Regions from separate parts of the Sus scrofa genome. Here region 2 is linked to region 1. Evidence: chromatin contacts called from public Hi-C data. All regions are on one chromosome and are shown on one strand. The core of a region is the stretch at or near the end of the contact, and the rest is flanking DNA. Distances in the headings are between cores, read along the strand shown.

Region 1 (2,982 bases), core at 369-2,868:
TTTGTTTTTTTGTTTACAAGAGTCATTTGTCACCTTTAGATCTGACAACCTTAGGGAAGGGAGTTATTGTCTAATGGGTACAAAGTTTCTGTTTGAGAATAATGAAACTTTTCTGGAGATAGTGGTGATGGTTGTACAACATTTGAACGTTTTTTGTTTGTCTGTTTTTCTTTTTAGGGCCACACCGGCGGCATATGGAAGTTCACAGGCTAGGGGTCCAATTGGAGCTACAGCTGCCGGCCTCAGCCACATATACAGCAATGCGGAATCCGAGCCGCATCTGCGACCTACACCACAGCTCATGGCAATGCCCAATCCTTAACCCACAGATCGAGGCCAGGGATCCAACTCACATCCTCATGGATCCTAGTCGGGTTCATTAACCACTGAGCTACAAAGGGAACTCCCTGAATGTTCTTAAAGGTAATGAATTGTGCACTTAAAAATAGTCTAAACGGAGTTTCCACTGTGGCACAGTGGCTTAAGGATCCAGCATTGCTGCAGGTGTAGCATAGTTCACAGCTGCAGCTGGGTTTGGATCACCGGCCCAGGAACTTCCATATACAGTGGGTACAGACTCCCCCCGCAAACAAACAAACAAACAAACAAACTTCTTGGAGCCTTGGTTTCCTCACTTGAAAAATGGGGGCAATTCAATAAATGAGGGGGCTGACTCACCTGTAAGATCCCTTCCAGCTCTGTCATTCCAAGATTTAATGAGGAGAAAAAAAGATAATTAAAAATAAATTCCCAGAGTTCCCGTCGTGGCTCAGTGGTTAACGAATCTGACTAGGAACCATGAGATTGCGGGTTCGGTCCCTGGCCTTGCTCAGTGGGTTAAGGATCTGACGTTGCAGTGAGCCGTGGTGTAGGTCGCAGTTGCAGCTCGGATCCGTGTTGCTGTGGCTGTGGCATAGGCCGGCGGCTACAGCTCCGATTGGATCCCTAGCCTGGGAACCTCCACATGCTGTGGGAAGCAGCCCAAGAAATGGCAAAAAGACAAAAAAATAAAATAAAAATAAAAAATAAATAAATTCCCTGAGCAGCCAGAGCAATAAGAGGGATTACTGATTCCCTGAAAACAGAGGCTCATTCACTTCCCTTGTACTCTTGAGCATCCGGCCACAGGTCTGAGTTCTACACTGTTGGCCCTCAGCCGGATGGGAAGGACGAATACGTAAAACGACGCTTACAAGGGCAGAGGAAGTGTAGAAAGTTTCGGGGCAGACAGAGACAGCAGTAGCAACAGGCGGTGGAGGGATGTGGTTTGCCCAGAAATGAGCAAACGGTCCTATAAATGTAAACAGGAATGCGAGGGATCAAAGGCAGCTCTTCCCCAAGGCCAAGTTCAGCTGCTGTGTGAGGGCTTAAAGCGGAGGAAGGAGAGTGTGCTGGAGGCTTGAAAATAAGTCAGACACACAACACCACGCGCCGCCCGGATGCGCTCACTTCTTCCTCCCCCTACTCCTACCTGTCCGCGCGACTTGGTACGCTCCGCCAGCACAATAAGCCTCTCCCTCCGGCGTGCTATTGGTACAGCCCAGGCTCCAAGAGTAGACACCCAAAGACACGCCCGTTGCCACGCCCGCTGTCTATGATTGGCTGGAAAATTTAAAGATCCGGCCGATGATAGGGTGATTCTCTACTCCCAGGATTTGAAAGTTCCCAGTGTCCTACCTTTGCGTGCATGCCGGCTCTGTTCAGCTTGTCCGTCGCAAGTGAGTGTTCACTCGGATGCCAGAGGTGGGAGGCAGAGAACCTTCTTCTTCAAGGGGTCCCTGCCGGGAGGGTGCACACGAGTGGGTCAGACGGAGGGAGAATGGATTCCCGCACCCCAGGGTCCCTCTGCGATTTCCCTAACCAAAGATTCTCTACTCTATCCCTACCCTGAAGATGGGAAGCGCCAGGGCTTCAGAATCACACGAGCCCTGACTCCTACCACCCCTTGTGGCCTCTCTCAGCCTGTTTTCCACTTCTGTACACGGAGAAGAGTGAGACCTGCTTGGCCGCATGTAAACTAGTGAACGTACCTGGAAGACATAAGACGCTTATTAGGGAGTATGTTTCCTGTTCACCTCCTCAACGTGAAAGTCTCTGGCTTCTTAAGGACAGGACTCAGGATTCTCGTGTCCGCCTATGGGTCTCTTGGAAGCAGGCTTCTTTTCCGTTCCAGGGCTCCCTTCTGTGGCACTTGGCGGACAGCTGCGGTTCTCCAATGCTGGATGCAATTGACGCTGCCCATCCGCTGCCCTGGAAATTATTGTGTAGGGTAGTAATTTCTAAGAGAAAATCCGGTTTACTCTAGGGCCCTTTTACCATTTCCGTGACCTCTTTGTGTTACCAGTGACAGCCTCTGTGACCCTATGTGGCCTTCACCGGGCTCCCCGTCACGGCTTCTATACAACCTATGATATATTCCTTGAGTCCCCGTGACCCCTGAGCTCCGGTCTTTTTACAGACCCGCAGAGGCGATGGCAATGCTGTCGGGCACCCAGGCAGCGGCAGCAGAAAGCGAGGACGCGGAGCTACGGTGCCGCGTGGCTGTGGAAGAGCTGAGCCCGGGAGGGCAGCCGCGAAGGCGCCAGGCGCTACGCACCGCGGAGTTGAGCCTGGGTCGTAACGAGCGCCGGGAGTTGATGCTTAGGCTGAAGGCGCCGGGACCCGCGGGGCGGCCGCGCTGCTTCCCCTTGCGCGCTGCGCGCCTTTTCACGCGCTTCGCAGCGATGGGGCGCAGCACTCTAAGGCTCCCGGCCTATGGCGCTTCCCCGGCCGGCGCTGTGCAGCTGCTGCTCTCCGACTGCCCTCCAGACCGCCTGCGCCGCTTCCTGCGTACGCTGCGCCTCAAGCTGGCCGCGGCCCCGGGTCCCAGGCCAGCCTCCGCCCGCACTCAACTTCTTGGCCCAAGGCCCCGCGACTTCGTCACCATCAGCCCGGTGCAGCCCGAGGAGCTGCGGCGCGCGGCGGTCACCCGGGTCACGGACA
Region 2 (3,066 bases), core at 540-3,039, 1.3 Mb after region 1:
AAAAGAACTGCAACACTGCACTGTAAAACAAATTAACCAGTTAATAATCTTTATAGGCTTCATGCAGAAAAAGATACTGACTTTACAAAGCCAAGCCAAGCATCCAACCTCTGAGAGCTCAAGGAAACCGCAGTTATTTCTATTCCTTATCCTAGAATGAATTTTTCTTTGCGGCATTACCTGAGTTTTTCTCCAAGGAAATATTCACCCTTTAAAAAGTAACCTGTCAAAAGTGTTAGTGCATTCTCTAAACTATCTTCCCAGCTCCGGCACACAAGGAGAAATGTCACACAGCTAAATCGTACGTAGCATTGCTATTTTCTTCCCTTTATTTATTCAAACGAATTTAAGATTTTTGAAATGCACAATTCAAATTTTACACTACAACCCAAGCTATCATTGATCCTCTCAAAGCTAATAAACAAAGACTATCAGCAGCACCAGGGCCCTACCAGGAAGTAATCAAAGCAGTGTGGCCGGTGCGATCCTAAGTCTCTAGAGCAGACAATAAGGGGGTACTGGGGCTTCGAAGGGGCCTGGCAGAAGGAGTTAAGAAGCTTAAGCAATGCAAAAGCATTACATAAACCTAATAACTGTCCTACAGCACAAAAACTCGGAAATCCCAAGGCAATTTCGGACAATCCGAAAGATATGAAAGACAACTCGAGCTACCCCTCCAAAGCAGCTGCTCGATTAGCCTTCTCAGCTTTTTAACCAGCAGCCTGTTTTCAAACTTCACCCTTTCTGGCTGATGAAAGACTCCGACCTTCGCCGCCTGAGTACTCAGCACCTCTCCGGGTCCCGGTTCCCGCCGGTCGGCGTGGGTCGGGTCGCGGGTGCATGGGGGGCCCAGGCAGGTAGCGAAGGGCCCCAGAGCGCGCCCCGCAGCCTGGACAAAGCTGCGCCCCGAGAGCAACGCTTTTGCCGTCCCGTCAAGGAGGGGACGAAACTCGGGCCCCGCCACACGTGCGGCCGCCTTGTGGGGGCCGGACACCCGCCCCCGCCGCCCCCGACCCGGGGACACGGGCCAGCGCAGCCCCCGATCACAGCAGGGCTGCGCGGGGGCGCGAGCCGCTGACCAAGGTCCCCGCTCGCTGCCGCCCCCACGCGCTCGTGGGCCCCGCGGGCTCCCGCCCCTCACGGGCCTCTCCTTTGCCGGCCGGACCGTCGGGCCCCGGGAAACAAAGGAGCTGCCGCCGCCGCTCCGCCTGCCGCCGCACCACCCGCCTCGCCGCGTACCCCTCCCCAGCCGCCGAGCCCCGCTCGCCCTCACCCCTTCCCAAGTCCGCGCGCCGGCCGCCAGCGGCCCCTAGACGGCAGGCCCCACAGAGCCGGGGCCTCGGGTGCGCTTCAGGGCCGCCTGGGGCCGCACTCACCGCTGCAGCACCAGGACGACGGGGAGCCGTTGGGGAACTTGGCTGAGTCCGGAGCGATGCAGACGCTGGAGCTGAGGTGCGGACACTCCATGGCCACCCGGAGAGCGGCGAGAAGGACGGAGGCTCCGGGACCCGGCGAGGTGGGGGGCGGAGGGACTAAGAAGGATCCGTCTGGGGTCGCTCCTCGCCGGGCGCTCGGCAGACGGCAGCTGAGTCCCGAGCCCTTGCGTCAAAGAAAGCAAAAGCTTCCGGGAGCCGGGTTTTCCCGCCCGCCGTCTCCTGAGGCCCGGCTCCGGAAAACGTGGTACTCCGGAATCCGGGTTCTGCCGCCACCCCTAGGCTGGGGGCTTCCGTCTTCCCAGGCTGGCCCCGCCCTGCCCCGGGCAGGCCCCGCCTCCAAGCCCAGCCCCGCCCCCGTCCTCTCCCGCGGGGTGGGGGTCCCCGCGCTCGCAGGCGGGTCGCCCAGGGTCTGGCTGCACTCGGAAGTGACTTTCCCAACTCTGTTGGCCGGGACTGCCGCGGCTTCCCCGCCCCTGGAAGGGTGGGGCGCTAAACCAGGGCACACAGGGCCAGTCCGCCGCTTTTACCGCGGCCGGGCGAGCGCTCACAAAGAGTGCTTCTGCGTTGTGTGTGGTGGACTGGCTACAGCGCGGTAGAAAATCTGACCACACAAAAAAAATGTGAAGAAAATAAAAACCACCTGGGCAGACAGGCTCTGTGGCCCCATTTTTACACAGGAAGACACAAGCTTAGATTAAGGGCCTAGACCCACCGGGGTGCATAGGTCCCAGAGCAGTGCTAGTTTAGTGTTCTGCTCCCTTCGGCAGGTGCGATAGTGATCGAGTTCCAGTTTTTGAACACGTGACCTTAGCCAGCCACCTGGGTGCTGAGTGGCTGGTCCCGCGTGGGCACTCATGAACCTGTGTTCAACCCCTGTCACAGTGACTCACCATCTCCGTTACTTTGAGCAGACGATCGGACATTCATACCTCACCCTCAGTGTAAATTTAAGTGAGATAGTTTTAACCTGCGTTTGCTGAGAGCGCGGTCACTGTTACCAGGTGACGAAAAGAGAAGGGACCTAACAATTGTTAAACACCCACTGCTGCCTCCTAACCAGGCACTTTACAAATAATACCTCATTTAAACCTCGCACCATCACGCCAGCAGCTGTTACCATCCCCCTTTTTACCGTTAATCCGTACTAGGATTGGCTCCCAGGCACTCTGATCTCTTTGTGGAAAAAGGATAGGGCCAGCCTCTGGGGCAGGGGTTACGCCCTAGCGAGGCTGCGATCTTTGTGGGGGCACTGCCTTGGGGATGTCTGGGGCTATTACAAACATTGCCTCAAAGTTGGGGCTCCTTGTAAAACCCGGCGAAGGAGCAACAGGGCCAGGAGGCAGGGAGGGGGAGGGGAAGGCTGATGTGGCAATCCCTCGGGCCGGGTGAGAGGAGGAAGGAAGGTCAGGAAATGATTAACCGGGCCAGGCCGGGTAGTGGTTAGAGCAGAGCACCTCCCCACAGGGCAGTCCTGCAACAGTCCAGGAGTGCCCTCTCAGTCACTTCCCACGCTTCGCCATCCCCCACACTACCCGCCACCACTTGGTTTCTGCCGCGCACTCCTCTGCCTAACGGTGTCCATTCACCTGCGGCATCTCTGTTGACCCTTCCTTACTCTCCCCCCATTCTT

Evidence for each region. A called contact is a pair of places that touch in the nucleus more often than the background predicts.
Region 2: a Hi-C map of liver shows a contact between it and region 1, with 7 times the contacts expected there. The contact joins the promoter of USP3 here to the promoter of PIF1 in region 1. A contact is called at or near these places in 1 of 5 promoter capture datasets (liver) and 1 of 47 Hi-C or Micro-C datasets (liver).

The regions. Positions count from the first base shown.
Region 1 is chr1:107,216,962-107,219,943 of Sscrofa11.1, forward strand. PIF1 (ATP-dependent DNA helicase PIF1) reads left to right here and starts at 1,619. Exons shown (of 11, transcript XM_021093760.1): 1 at 1,619-1,718; 2 at 2,459-2,982. The coding sequence starts at 2,472. LOC110260912 (a long non-coding RNA gene) reads right to left here. Exons shown (of 3, transcript XR_002344495.1): 3 at 2,115-2,250.
Region 2 is chr1:108,513,822-108,516,887 of Sscrofa11.1, forward strand. It overlaps USP3 (ubiquitin carboxyl-terminal hydrolase 3), which reads right to left and starts at 1,790. Exons shown (of 16, transcript XM_021094102.1): 1 at 1,377-1,790.